3 separate regions of the Mus musculus genome follow, and all the other regions are linked to region 3. A link is a contact called in public promoter capture Hi-C data. All regions are on one chromosome and are shown on one strand. The core of a region is the stretch at or near the end of the contact, and the rest is flanking DNA. Distances in the headings are between cores, read along the strand shown. Region 1 overlaps Macf1 (microtubule-actin crosslinking factor 1). Region 2 overlaps Macf1 (microtubule-actin crosslinking factor 1). Region 3 overlaps Macf1 (microtubule-actin crosslinking factor 1).

Region 1 (4,697 bases), core at 2,176-4,675, 89 kb before region 3:
CACAGAGATGTTTACACAGAGAAAGCAGATCTAAAAGCAGTGTCAAAACAAAAACTGAGTTTGGACTGTGCCAGCCCATTTTGAAAATAAGCCAGAAAACTCTAGGGACCAGATAGAAAAGCTACCACAGTTGTCACAAGGAAGAATGGGCCAGTGAGGTGGCTCAGCAGGTAAAGGTGCTTGCCACTAAGACTATGACTTGACTTCCATATTGGAATCCAAGAGGTTTCGGAAATAAGAACCAACTTCTTCTTCTTCTTTTTTTTTTTTTTTTAAATAAGATTTATTATTATGGGTGGCCAGGAAGCCGAGGTCTTGAGGAAGCATGGTAGGGAGAAGTCTCTATGGAGAAAATGTAAGTTTCTTAGTGGAAAGGCAGTGTTTTGAATATTCTCTAGTGACACCAATGGAAAACTAGAACTTGTCAAGTGATGAACAGCAAGATGGGAATGCTTCAGAATTGGACCTTATTGAAGAACAGAATCCAGTAGCACATGATGATGGGAATGCAAATCCTGAAGAAATAGTTGGAGATACATGATCTCCAGTACAAAATATTCTGTAATAATTTGAAGGTGACATTAACAAGACACTTCACATAAAGAGAAAATGCATGGAAACTTATATCAAAGATTCTTTCAAAGGCAGCAACCAGAAATTAGAACAACTTTGGAAAATGAACAAACGGGAGAGAAAGAAGATCAACAACAAATTTTGTATATAATTACATTTCAGAAGTTGGATATGGATGTCCAGAAATTCAATGAAGAACAAGAAAATCAGTGAACAATTATCAAAAAGAACAACAAGCATTAAAACTGTCCAAATGTAGTCAGAGCCGGACCCTGAAAGCAATTAAAGATATGCATGAGAAGTCCATGGAGGGTTTAATGAACTTGGAGACCAACAACTACAATATGCTTTTTGATGTAGATGGTGAACTGAGAAAAGAAATGTCTGTATTTAAAAAAGACATCATGAAGCATACTCTGAAGTATTCTTCTACTTTCCCATCTTCAGACTATTGAAGCATGCATATTTTTCACTTGCTGGTACATTTGTAAACAAAGTTAACTAGGAGGTATACCTTTAGAGTCAAAGTAGAACTGCTTTGTTTTTAAACATCTTTAATCATTTTCTTGTTTATGTGTAAGCGCTTCTTTATATTAACTTCCAAATAAAATGTAAATGAATTAAAAAAAAGATTTATTATTACATGTGAGTACACTGTAGCTGTTTTCAGACACCCCAGAAGAGGGTGTCAGATCCCATTACAGATGGTTGTGAGCCACCATGTGGTTGCTGGGATCTGAACTCAGGACCTATGGAAGAGCAGTCAGTGCTTTTAACTGCTGAGCCATCTCTCCAGCCCCCAAGAACCAACTTCTGAAGGTGTCCTCTGACCTCCACATGTGTGTGGTGGCACACATGTCCCTGCTTCACTTAAAAAAGAATGACTAGGACTACTCCAAACAGAGCAGGGAGCAGGACTAGTGAAGGGTGCCTCATGGAGGGCCTAGGATTAGCAAAGGTGCCTAATAAATGAAGCTGGCAAAACATGCTAGGGCCAGACTGTAAAAGACCTGACACACAACACTGAACAAAAGCTTAGACTGTTTAACAGGTCGCCAAGAGACACTGAGCTTTTGAATATACACAGGTATGGAAACTGTATGTAATTGTGTCAGCAATTGGGAGGCTGTTCTCAGGTCATAGTCTACAGATTAAATTTTCACAGAGAATGGAGAAGTTCTCAAAGGATGGTTCACAAATATGTTAGAGTGCCTAGGCCCTTTCAGAGTCCAGGGAATCACTATTTTCATAATAGTAGGATGGTTTTGTCTTTTAAAGTACTTGTTTTCATATTCGGGCATGACATTGCAATACATTCTTATAGTCAGTCTATCGTTCAGGAAGCTTAAGGAGGAGGATTACCTGCAAGCCTGAGGCCTGCTTGGGCAACATAGTAAACTCAAGGTCAACCTATGCTACAGAGTGAGACCCTGTCTCAACAAAATAAGTTCTTTTTTTTTAATGTCTTTAATTTAAAATGATTTATTTACTTATTTATTTATTTATTTATTTATTTATTTATTTATTGTATATAAGTACACCATTGCTCTCTTCAGACACATCAGATCTCATTACAGATGGTTGTGAGCCACCATGTGGTTGCTGGGAATTGAACTCAGGACCTCTGAAAGAGCAGTCAGTGCTTTTAACCACTGAGCCATCTCTCCACCCCCAAAACAAGTTCTTATTCCCTAATGGACGTCTGCTGTGGTTTTACAGAATCTACCCAATGATTACAGATTGAATCTGGTACTTAAAGTGGTGGTTTTAGCATTATTTAAAAATTAAATAATGAATATATATTAAAATTACTGACTTGATAGAATATCAGTAAATATCAATAAATAAATACAAGACAGCTCTGTAAGATTCTCAATAATTTGGGGGCCCGAAGTGGTTAAGATTCTCAGTAATTTTTAAGAGAAAAACAAAAACCAACCAACCAAACAAACAAAACAACCAAGGGTCTAGAGAGATGGTTCAATGGTTAAGAGCACTGATTGTTTTGCCAGAGGTCCTGAGTTCATTTCCCAGAAGCCACATGGTGGCTTACAACCTGTAACTACAGTTTCAGGGAATCTGATGTCCTCTTAGGGACTCCACAGACACTAGGCACACATATGGACAGACAGGAACGTACCAAAACATCCTTACACATAAGACAAAATTAAACAAACAAACATGGACAAACAATGGATTAGAGCAGTATTTGTAGGTAGATTAGGACACATGTAAGGCTGAAAGAAAAAGCTCCTTCAAATACTGTTCTTAGACCTGATCTTGGAGAACAAGGCAGAAGGGAGCAAGTAACAGGTATAGAGAAAGGGGCAGAGCAGAGCAAAGGCTCTAGGCAAGCTTGCACAGGAAATGACTTCTCTGCTTAATCAGCTGCAGACAGATACAAATATATTAAGTAATGTGCACACGTACTACTGAGAATTAAAAGTAAGGTATGAATTTAATTTACTCAGGAAACGTCCCCCATTTTTAAATTCATTGAGCTTACTGCCTGTTAATGATATTATTAAGAGTTCTGTTCTGTTTATTACTTGATGAACATCTTGATAAAATCTCACAAATACAATCTTATTAAACTGAGAAAAGTGAAATAATCAAATCTACATGCTGAGAGTAGCATTGAAACCCAGATTACTTTGCTCAGGCATTAATCAACTTTGCTCACCTGGACCTGCTGCTTCTGGGCATTCAACATGTTGGGGTCAATAGACAAGGGACCAAGAACTCCCATCATCAGCTCCTTCTCCATCAGCCAGGGGCGGAGTTGGGACTCTGCAGCCTGGAAGCAGGCCAGGTGGCTTGCAGATTCCTCTAGCTGCTTTTGGCGAGCCACAGTAACCTCGGTGGCCTTTTCCCATCGGGAATCTGTTGAGAGGAAATGAGAGAATGCATTTGGCTTGGTCCCTAAGCTGTACTCCTTATATTCTACAGGAAACGACACATGAGCCATTATTTAACATTTTTAAAAATTAAAAATAACTTAAAAACATTTAAAAACTAAAGTAATACAAATAGTTCTATATGTTCATTAGACTGGTAGTGACAAGAAGCTGCAGGTGATGAAACTGTGGAAGCTCCCCTCCTCCCCCACACCCCTTTTGCCTTGCACTCACAGAGATCCACCCACTACTCCCTCCTGAGTGCTGGGATTCAAGGAATGGGTCATTACTTCCCACTTTCATTTTTATCCCCAATACTCCGTTAGCTTCTGATCAGAGTAGACTATCAGTTTGACTTGTCCTAGAAAGCCAGATTGCTCTTGACTTGAATTTCTAAAATCTCCCCTGTTCAGGTCATTATCTGGTCCTAGACAGACAGGCCTTTTGCTTCCTTAAAAAAGTTAATTGAAAATAATTCCAGCTTTTTAGGGTGTACTAACATTTCCAATTTGCTTTGGAGATAAGATTTTTTAAAAAAACCTAATTTATGTATTTTAATTGTATGTGCATTGCTGTTTTGCCTGCATGTGTGTCTTATACCCTAGAACTGTAGATACAGACAGTTGTGAGCCACCATGTGGGTGCTGGGAATTAGAACTCAGGTTCTCTTGGATAGCAGCCAGTGATCTTAACTGCTGAGCCATCTTTCTGGCCCTGAAACTGGATCTTTTAAGAATAAAACATCTCTGTGATGACTTACTGAGGTCCTCTTGCATTTTCTTCCAGTTTTCTGCTTCTTGTGAGTTGGGATAGGTCTTCAGTAATCCAGCCAGGGCTTCCTTTACTTTCTGAATTTTAGGGGAATTCTGTTCCAATTCAGCCAGAAAAGCCTAGGGGAAAGTACAACATGCATGCCATGTCACAGCTGTATGTGGTAGAAGTTTGTGAGACTGACTGAGCAGGAGATCTCAGATGCTCCACGGCTTGTTCCACAAACTTAATGCATTTAAGTTCTTTGCTTTAGAATTGACTTTAAAATGAAAATGGTGGGATCTGAGCTCTTTTGAGTACAGCACATCAGTGAATCCCAACTGAGTAGAGACCATCACCTCTTACTAATCAGAAGAGCCAAGATAAGATGATGGCAGCATTTTGGAAGTTGGAGAGCTGACATGCCATGATCAACTGGGACATTAAAAAATTTGATGAAAATTTCAGAGAAGAAAA
Region 2 (4,205 bases), core at 976-3,475, 120 kb after region 3:
AGTTACTAGGTTCTTACCAGTCTCTTATCAGTAAAAAGGGTGAGAATTTACATCTGTCATACCAGACAGGTACTCTTCTAAGAGCTAAAGGATAATTAGAGCTAGTGAACAAATATCTTTGCTTTTTTTTTTTTTAGGGAGAATGGTTAATTTTGGGTTTATTTTACTTATTTTTTAACAAGAACACCCCACCCCACCCCATCACCATACACCGTTTCTCTGTGTAAACCTGGCTGTCCTAGGACAATTTGCTCTGAAGACCAAGCTAACCTTGAACTCAAGAGACCCACCTGCCTCTGCCTCACAAGTGCTGGAATTAGAAGCCTGTGCCACCACACCTGGCTGGAACATTCCTTTCTAAACTGCTCACCAGATTCGAGAACTCAGACTGTGCTGCAAGAACAACGAAACCATACTCCTGGACAGCATCTAGGACAATGCCTGACCTCTGGACTTCTGTAAACCTTTCTTTCTTGCTTCAATGTGGGCTTGTTGCTCAACTCTTAGTCTGACAAAACAATCCACATAAGGCATCACAAAGAATCCTTTCCTGTTATATCTTTTATTTAGGTCCCAAGTTAGAGGCCACAGCTTGAATTTGTGCCAGATGAGTCATTCAACAAATGCCCCTTTTCTAAGCACCAGGTCTCACTGTCTTAACCAGTCTAAAGATGGCATAAGCATCTTCCCTCCCCTGGGCAGCTTTACCCAAAGCATCCATGGAAGCAACAACCTTTTCTAAGTGCTCTGAACAAGGCATTGGCAATCTCTGTCTGGCCTCCTGCTCTAGAGTTAGAAGCATGTTTTTTCCCTTCAGTGGGACATATCAAAGCTTGTGTGGGCCTTCATTACTTTTGTTCCTTTGCTGCTAGTAGGTCCATGAAGCTCCAGATTTGACACCCCCCACCTCTCTCTCTCTCTCTCTCTCTCTCTCTCTCTCTCTCTCTCTCTCTCTCTCTCTCTCTCTCTCTCACACACACACACACACACACACACACAAATCTTTGTCATCAAAAAATCCTTCTAGTGGCTCAGTGGTTAAGAGCACTGACTGTTCTTCCAGAGGTCCTGAGTTCAATTCCCAGCAACCACATGGTGGCTCACAATCATCTGTAATGAGATCTAACGCCCTCTTCTGGTGTGTCTGAAGACAGCTACCATGTATTCATATAAATAAAATAAATCTTTAAAAAAATTCTTCTGGTCCTTTTCTTGACAATACTGTATGAAGTAATTCACATTGAAGAAAAAATGTGACATTTGATGTTTTCTTAAGCAACAAACTAAAAGAAGATCAAGCCTTGGGATTTATTAGGAAGCTGTCAGCCTTCAGGATCCAGAGATGCCTCTACAAATACCCACTAGACTAGCCATGGCTGTGTTTCTAAAGCTAACTTTTTAAAAAATATTTATTTATTATATATAAGTACACTGTAGCTGTCTTCAGACATACCAGAAGAGGACATCAGAGCTCATTACAGATGGTTGTGAGCCATCGTTTGGTTGCTGGGATTTGAACTCAGGACCTCTGGAAGAGCAGTCAGTGCTCTTAATCACTGAGCCATCTCTCCAGCCCCTCTAAAGCTAATTTTGTTTTGTTATTCCCAAACTGAAAATTTTGAATTGTCTGTCTCTCCATCCATCTATCCATTTATTGTGTTTTGATGCTAGGTCTCGCTGTAATCCTAACTGGCCTGGAACTCCACAGTTTTAACCTATAGTAAACTATAGGGTTACTGAAAAGTAAACCAACCTGGGTTCAAATTTGTGGCAATCTTCCCACCTCTGCCTCCAAAGTACTGGAATTGCCAAGGCTAGACCCTGAATTGAAACTTTAAAGTACAAAAATAATACACAATCCTCAAGATCTCATGTCATTGTCCTTAGGATAACAAAATGTCTTCTATCATCTAAACACAGGTTGAACACCTCTAATTAAAAACTGAAGTCCAAGCTGGCGTGGTGGCGCATGCCTTTAATCCCAGCACTTGGGAGGCAGAGGCAATCGGATTTCTGAGTTCAAGGCTAGACTGGTCTACAAAGTGAGTTCCAGGACAGCCAAGGCTACAGAGAAATCCTGTCTTGAAAAACAAAAACAAAAACAAAAAACTTAAGTCCAAAATGATGCCAAAGCCAAAACTCTCTAAAAATCTACATGATCTCATAAATGAAAATTCTACACTTGACCTCAGGTGAGAAAGTACACAAACAGGGTTCACTAGAACTGCTTTAGAGATAAGAGTGTAGTTCAGAGGCAGAGCACATGCTTTGCATGCCTGGGGCCTGGCTTCAATCTCCACCATCAAAAAAAAAAAGAAATCTTCAAACTCAAAAATTTCGAAATACGCAGAGGGGCACTGATTGCTAAAGAGATAACTCAGCAGTTAAAAGCCTGGCTGCTCTTCTAAGGGACCCAGGTTCAATTCCCTTCTCATGGCAGCTCACAACTGTCTGTAATTCCAGTCCAGGGATCCAATACCCTCACACAGACATACATACAGGCAGAGAACACCAGTGCACACAAAAGTAAATTACTTTTAAAAGTCTATCAAAATACTTCTGGTTCCAAGCATTTAGAATAAGCGCAGTCATTAAGCTATAGTATACTCTCATTTTAGACAAGGTTTTACTTTGTGTGAGGAATCTGTGTGTACAGTGTTCATTCATCAGCATGTATGCTGTACCTGTACATCCTAAATGCAATGCTAAGCACAGCTAGGGAACAGAGAGTCTAGTGCGAAAAGGCAAGCACATAAGTAATGAAGTTATACACAACCGAGAGAAGCATTTCCTAACAATGATTGCCTGGTTACTGGGCTGTTTCCCCATGGCTTCGGCAGTACTGGACATTGAACCCAGGGTCTCACGTCTGCTAGACAAGTGCCCTACCAGTTAACTTTTAGGTTCTTTATTTCAAAGCAGGTTTCATTAAGTTGCCTAGCTAGGTAGGCCTTGACCTAGTTATTACTCCTAGCCCAACTCTCTCCAGTAGCTGAGAATTCAGCCTGTACTACCAAGGCCTAGCTTGAATTGTGTTTAACATCCTGCTGACAGGTTAGTTTAACAGGTACAAAAGAATTTCAAGAGAGAAACAAAATATAAGCAAAGCAAACACAGCAACATTCTCCACCCCTGCAAGCTAAGGAAGCTGAACATGGCTTCACAGTGATAAAGAGAAAAGAGCAAGGAAAAGGCCAAGAGGCAGAACTGAACTACCACAGGCTTTGTTGTGGATTCAGTCATTATCACACAGGCAATGGGGACTTGCTAAGGAAGCTTTTGCTTCTGGTTTGTACTGGGTACTGAATCCTGAGCCTCCCACACCTAGGCGTACACTCGGCCATGAAACTACACCCCCAGCCTTTTATATTTCTTCTCCTTTATAAATTTTGTGATAGATCTCACTAAAAGTTGCCCAGGGTAGACTCATTCAGTATCTTAGGCAGGCCTTAAACCATCTCTCTGGGTCCATGGTAGGACTTTTTAAGCCAAAAAAAAAAAAAAAAAAAATTCTACCTGATTATTTTTTTGTTGTTGTTGTTGTTGTTTTGGTTTTTGGTTTTTTGTTTTGTTTTTTCGAGACAGGGTTTTTCTGGGTAGCTCTGGCTGTCCTGGAACTCACTTTGTAGACCAGGCTGGCCTCAAACTGAACTCAGAAATCCACCTGCCTCTGTCTCCAGAGTGCTGGGATTAAAGGCGTGCACCACCAAGCCCAGCAATTTTGTATTTTTTGTTGTAGAAAATGGAGGCCTCGGGCTGGTGAGATGGCTCGATGGTTAAGAGTGCCGACTGCTCTTCTGAAGGTCCCAAGTTCAAATCCCAGCAACCACATGGTAGCTCACAACCATCTGTAACGAAATCTGATGCCCTCTTCTGGAGTGTCTGAGGACAGCTACAGTGTACTTACATATAATAAATAAATCTTTAAAAAAAAAAAAAAGAAAATGGAGGCATCACTCTATAGGTAAGACTGTAAGACTGGTCTCAAATTCCATACAATCCCTCTGCTTCAACCTTCCCAATTCTTGGGGGTGGAGAGCTGCCGACCATAGCTACTTTCATACTTCTGAGGTTTACTTCTCTGATTTGAATGTGAAAAAAAGCTTTCTGAGAAATAGTTAAGTCAGACCAATTAATAGCAACTATGTAGCAGTCCAAGTAAGAGGTAACAGCTTTGGACTGCTGTATAACAGTAGAGCTGAGGA
Region 3 (4,661 bases), core at 1,777-4,276:
GCTCCCTGCCTTTTATCCTACCACAATGCATATTCTTATTTTATTCCAGGCTATCAAAGCTTCCGACTTTATTTATGTTTTTAAGTTAGCTTATTACTGTGTGTGGGCACACGTGCCACAGAGCCTGTGTGGAAGTCACAATGCAACTTTGCAGAGTCAGTCTTCTATCTTTACATCAGTTCTGGGAGTCAGACTCAGATCAGTAAGCTGCAAGTACTTTTACCCACTAATCTATCTTGCCAGCCAGTCCTTTTGTTTTTGTTGTTTCCCTCCATAAGACAAGCTCTCACGGATCTTAGAGTAGCCGTTAGTGTACCACTCACTATGTAGGAGAGAATAGCCCTCAACTTCTGAACCTTCTATATCCATCTCATGGGTGATGTGATTATGGGCATGGGCCACCAAGCCCAGTTCAGTAGTGGTGAGGACTAAACTAGAGCTTTGTGTTTGCTAGGCAGACACTGTCACAACGAGAGCTACACATCCAGCCCAAGAGATATTTTCAATGGTGTCTCCGAATTGTAGTAACAGATGGTAGTGAGATGGCCTATCAGAGTGTGAATTTATCACCAAAGTAGAAATTGGTCCCCTTAAATTTGAGTTTATCCTTAGCCTCGTGTTGGTGTCAAATAGGTAGGTTACCTTTATAGGTTACCCTTATATATCAGGACATCTTTGTAATTAGTATCATTTGTCCACAGCTTAGCCAAAAAACAAACAAACAAGCTAAAAATCCAAATGTTTTGCATCTCTAAGGTTTGTATTTTGTATGCAGCAAAGGCCTGCCAATATGCCAATAAAAATTCAACCGTGAACGGCCTATAGCTACATAGTGTGTTATCCAGAATCTTCCTATAACCTTAGTTTGGTGTCCAGATTTCTGAATTAATATTCACAGCAGTTATTGTTGCCTGACAAGACATGTTAAAGCCCTAAACAAGTTCAATCACAAGATAAACTTTGGAGTTTTGAACTTTCAAGCTGCCCCATCTCATCCACTCACTCTCCCCATTCTCCCTCTCCTCCCCTTCTCCTCTCCCCATTGCCCCTCCTCCACATCCCCTGATCTCCTTTAATCTTAGCACTAGAAGCCAAGGGGGAAGAGCCCTCTCCTTCCATACAAACATTCTGTGAGTGCTATCATTAGATACATCCTCACAGGGAAGCGATTGCATCAGCTCTGCTAAGAACACCACTCTCCAGAGAGAAGAGCAAGCACCCTGAAGTCAGCTGCCATGCTCCCCAAGTCTTCAAGATCCCTCACACTCCCATGTTAATGTTAGAAATTAAGCTAGGCTTCCCTTTACCCTTTGTGCTACATAACAACTTCTTGAAGGGGGCAAACAAGCCAACAGCCCTGACTGAGTATGAGGAATGCCCAGAACTGCACCTTGAAAGACAATCCTACCAGATAACCTCAGCAATTATGCTACATGGACACTCAAAACCTGAGATTTCCCCAGAGCCAACAAGACTTGGTTTTAAGCATCAAGAGACAGACTTGAAATAGATTATGCTTGCCAACCCCTAGCCATCACTAACTCACACTCCCCATATAGGGGTAAGTTTGAAATACTCCAAGATCCTTACTGCTTACCACACTCCACTTCGATATGCCTGAGCGGAAGGAAATCCAAAAAGACAGTTTGATTACCCCAAATACACCATCCACCTCCTCCAGACCCCACGATCAGTATGGCTTGCCTCCAAAGACAGGGTACCATCCTCTTCTGAGAAGGGTGTGGAGGTCTTTTCAGGTTCTGTATCTTCAGGCCGGATCCCATGCAGGCGCAGCCCATCGCTGCCATAGCCAGAGGAGGATGGCAAAATGCTCACAGTGATGCCACTGACAGATAAATCACTCTGAGAAGCAGGCATTATGGGACCCTTGCAGGACACGAGACCTACATGGGTAGGCTCTGTGTGAATAGGGTCTCCTGACTGTTTTGGTATTGATGAAGCAACAGAACACTTAGCAATCCAAGAACCTGTGGGAGGGGCACTTGGAACACTCTTGGTTCTTCCCCCCACACTCCAGCCCTCTGAAGGTTGGTCTTGATCTACTGTTTCAGAGGGGTAATCCGTCCGAGGCAAAGTGCTGCTCCGATGTCGATGTCTGAGCAGAGTGCCTCCCTGCTCCACTGCAGTCTCTCCCTGCAAAGGCAACAGCACAGCCCTGCTGCTGCAGGATGCTGTCCTCGGAAATTCCACCAGTTGGCTCACAGACTTCTCACAGTTCCTTTCTGCTGGGTTATCAAGCAGGTGAGCAATGACTGTCATACCCTCTTCCAGGGAATCCCAGGCCCCTCCAACAACTGATGACTCATTCTCCAACAAAAGGTGAGCAGTCTGGATCTCTGCTTGGAAGCTCTCCTTTACCTGCACAATCATCCCTTGATCGCCCACCCCTGAGTTGGGAGCTGAGTCTCCGGGCAGGAAAATGTCTGATGGGGGGTGCTCTGCCCCTCCCACTCCGGGCTCCTTTGGGAGCCTCGCTGTTAACTTCGTTAGGGTTTCAGTCTCTTCAATGACTCCAGTGCCTTCCAAAGCTTCCTCCCTGTGAGATGCTTCTGGAGTAAGGATTTTCTTCCCTCTCCACTTCCTTTTGAACCGAACCCTCTTCTTAGGAGATATGGGAGCCTTCTCAGGAACAGCTATGGACTCTTTCGGCTCCTTAACACAGCCCAGTGAATTTCCCATTTCTTTCCTCTCTCAATCTCAGAAAATAAAGCAGTTGAATCAGTCCTCGGATCCCAGAGGCATTCCAATGTCGGCTTCATCGGACTCGATGCACATTCAAAAGAACCAAAAACCAAAAAACATGCACTATGCCGGCAATCCCTCCAATCCTTTCTCCCTCCCTCCCCGCCTCTCTCTGTCTCTTCCAGCCGCTCGATTCAGACAGCCATCTTACAGGCTCAGAGCTGCAACAAGACAAATTTCAAAGCATCTCACTGCAGTTCAGAAATCACTTGACCTAAAAGCAGACAGAAACCGGATTGGCTGCCGCTTCCTCTCTCCAAATATGAGGTAATTGGAGCACTGCCCTCAGTAACACAAACAGAACGCAAAAAGGAGCTAGAAACCAGGGAGAGGGAGGAGGAGGGGAGAACGTAAGAGTAAATGGAAAGGGGAGGGGAAAGGAAGAGAGAGAGGTAGCCGGAGAGAGGAGGAGGAGAACAATATCAAAGAGGGGGTGGGGAGAGCAAACCAGCTCAGTGGGTACTAACTAGCAAGGGAAGGGAAGGGCCAGGTAGACAAGACCAGAGAAGCCGCAATGAAAGCTCCCAACCTATGAAATGAAATATGTTTTAATCACTGCTCCAAGACGCCCAAAGGAAAAGAGCAAGCAAGATATACATAATCAAATTTTAACCTAAGAAAGATTAGAGCCCACTCCTTCCATTAAGAAAAGAAACAGGGGTATGAACAATCCAGCCTCCTGTGGCATATATGGCCAGCTCCAAAGAGTAACATCCACTAATTCGGATGGCCAGACACACTGATGAAAAACCTGGAAATTGATTTTGAGTATAGTATGTTAAGCCTCAGGGACAGGTGATCACTTGTCAATACAATATAAAAGTCAGACAACAGTATTTGACATAAGTGTTCAATAGTAATCATCAGTACTGCCTTTGCCACAGTTAGCTATCGTATTTTGAGTACTTGCTATATAACAAGTTCTATGTGAAGATACACACATATATAACATATATATAATGTAACAGGATAATATATATTATTCTGTTATATTCTCACAGCAGCCATGTGTGGCCCAATTTTTAAGTAAAGAAAACTCAGATTTAAGAAAGCTGATTAACTTGTCCAAGTTGAAATAACTGAGGACGGGGAAGACACAAGCCATTTAGACTTCATGTTAACACGACAAAATGGTTGATGTGTGTAATCTCAGCTACTGGGAGGCTAAAAAGGAAGAATTTCAAAGCAAGTCTGAAGCTAGCCTGGACTACTGAGTGAAACCCTGTCTCGAAAATACCCATAGAATAAAAGAGAGACTTTTCATTTCAGCTCCATTAATTACTAGAGGGAGAAAAATCTGCTCTCCACTGCCATAAAACAAGAAGATATTCCCATAGTTCTAAACTAGCAGCTAGACTCTGTAGCCAAGCAACGAAGAAATAACACTTGCTGCTGACTGGGGAGAGCAGCTGAGGGACTGAAACCCAGGTGATTTTCACTCAGACTGATGTAAGTAAGGCTCATAGACCACACCCTGCGCTGCCAGCCAGCAGAATTCCTCCACCAGGTTTCCAGCACACTGCCTAACACATGCAATCGAAGGCTCTCTGAATGGAGTGGGAGAAAAGAGGTATGCATGTTTCTTCTCTGTTGTAGCAGTTTATCTTTCATGTTCCTGCAGTGCCAGGAATCAAATAGAGGGCCTTGTACATGCTAGAGGCATATGCACCACCACTAAGCCACATACACACTGTGTATGTATGTATGTACATGAATGTAATGGGATTTTGCTATGTTGTCCTGGCTATGTAAGCTCAAAAAACATATACCAGCACAGCCCTATCACCTTTCCTGAAGAGTCTTCCCAGAAGGAAAGCAACTAGAGACCCTAAAGCCCCGGCCGGCCGGCTCTTGTGTAGCTACAGTGGGTGCTTCTTCCCTTAGTCTGGCACTAAAGG

Evidence for each region. Capture Hi-C pulls out chosen DNA fragments and counts their contacts.
Region 1: a contact with region 3 is called in a promoter capture Hi-C map of adipose tissue. The contact joins two enhancer-like sites. A contact is called at or near these places in 1 of 15 datasets of contacts at CTCF or cohesin (the NIH/3T3 cell line), 2 of 484 Hi-C or Micro-C datasets (bone marrow-derived macrophages and nephron progenitors), 1 of 115 datasets of contacts at active chromatin or transcription factors (embryonic stem cells) and 3 of 9 other capture datasets (adipose tissue, embryonic stem cells and liver).
Region 2: a promoter capture Hi-C map of liver shows a contact between it and region 3. The contact joins two enhancer-like sites. A contact is called at or near these places in 18 of 484 Hi-C or Micro-C datasets (B cells, CD4 T cells, the G1E-ER4 cell line and 15 more), 6 of 115 datasets of contacts at active chromatin or transcription factors (embryonic forebrain, embryonic midbrain, embryonic stem cells and 2 more) and 3 of 9 other capture datasets (adipose tissue, liver and pancreatic islet).

What each region holds. Positions count from the first base shown.
Region 1 is chr4:123,435,211-123,439,907 of GRCm38.p6, forward strand. It overlaps Macf1 (microtubule-actin crosslinking factor 1), which reads right to left. Exons shown (of 98, transcript NM_001199136.1): 54 at 4,231-4,360; 55 at 3,257-3,456. It also overlaps the pseudogene Gm12924. Among named protein-coding and RNA genes, the nearest start is that of D830031N03Rik, 26 kb to the left of the region's middle. Within about 2 kb of position 3,426, at least 6 of the 459 cell types and tissues checked have an H3K27ac peak or open chromatin away from gene starts, as enhancers often do. A contact at or near this core is called in adipose tissue, where this site is marked.
Region 2 is chr4:123,645,051-123,649,255 of GRCm38.p6, forward strand. The region is part of intron 1 of Macf1 (microtubule-actin crosslinking factor 1); the gene reads right to left. It also overlaps the pseudogene Gm35241. Among named protein-coding and RNA genes, the nearest start is that of Gm12925, 19 kb to the right of the region's middle. Within about 2 kb of position 2,226, at least 6 of the 459 cell types and tissues checked have an H3K27ac peak or open chromatin away from gene starts, as enhancers often do. A contact at or near this core is called in liver, where this site is marked.
Region 3 is chr4:123,524,760-123,529,420 of GRCm38.p6, forward strand. The region is part of intron 5 of Macf1 (microtubule-actin crosslinking factor 1); the gene reads right to left. Among named protein-coding and RNA genes, the nearest start is that of Gm31156, 25 kb to the right of the region's middle. Within about 2 kb of position 3,027, at least 116 of the 459 cell types and tissues checked have an H3K27ac peak or open chromatin away from gene starts, as enhancers often do. A contact at or near this core is called in adipose tissue and liver, where this site is marked.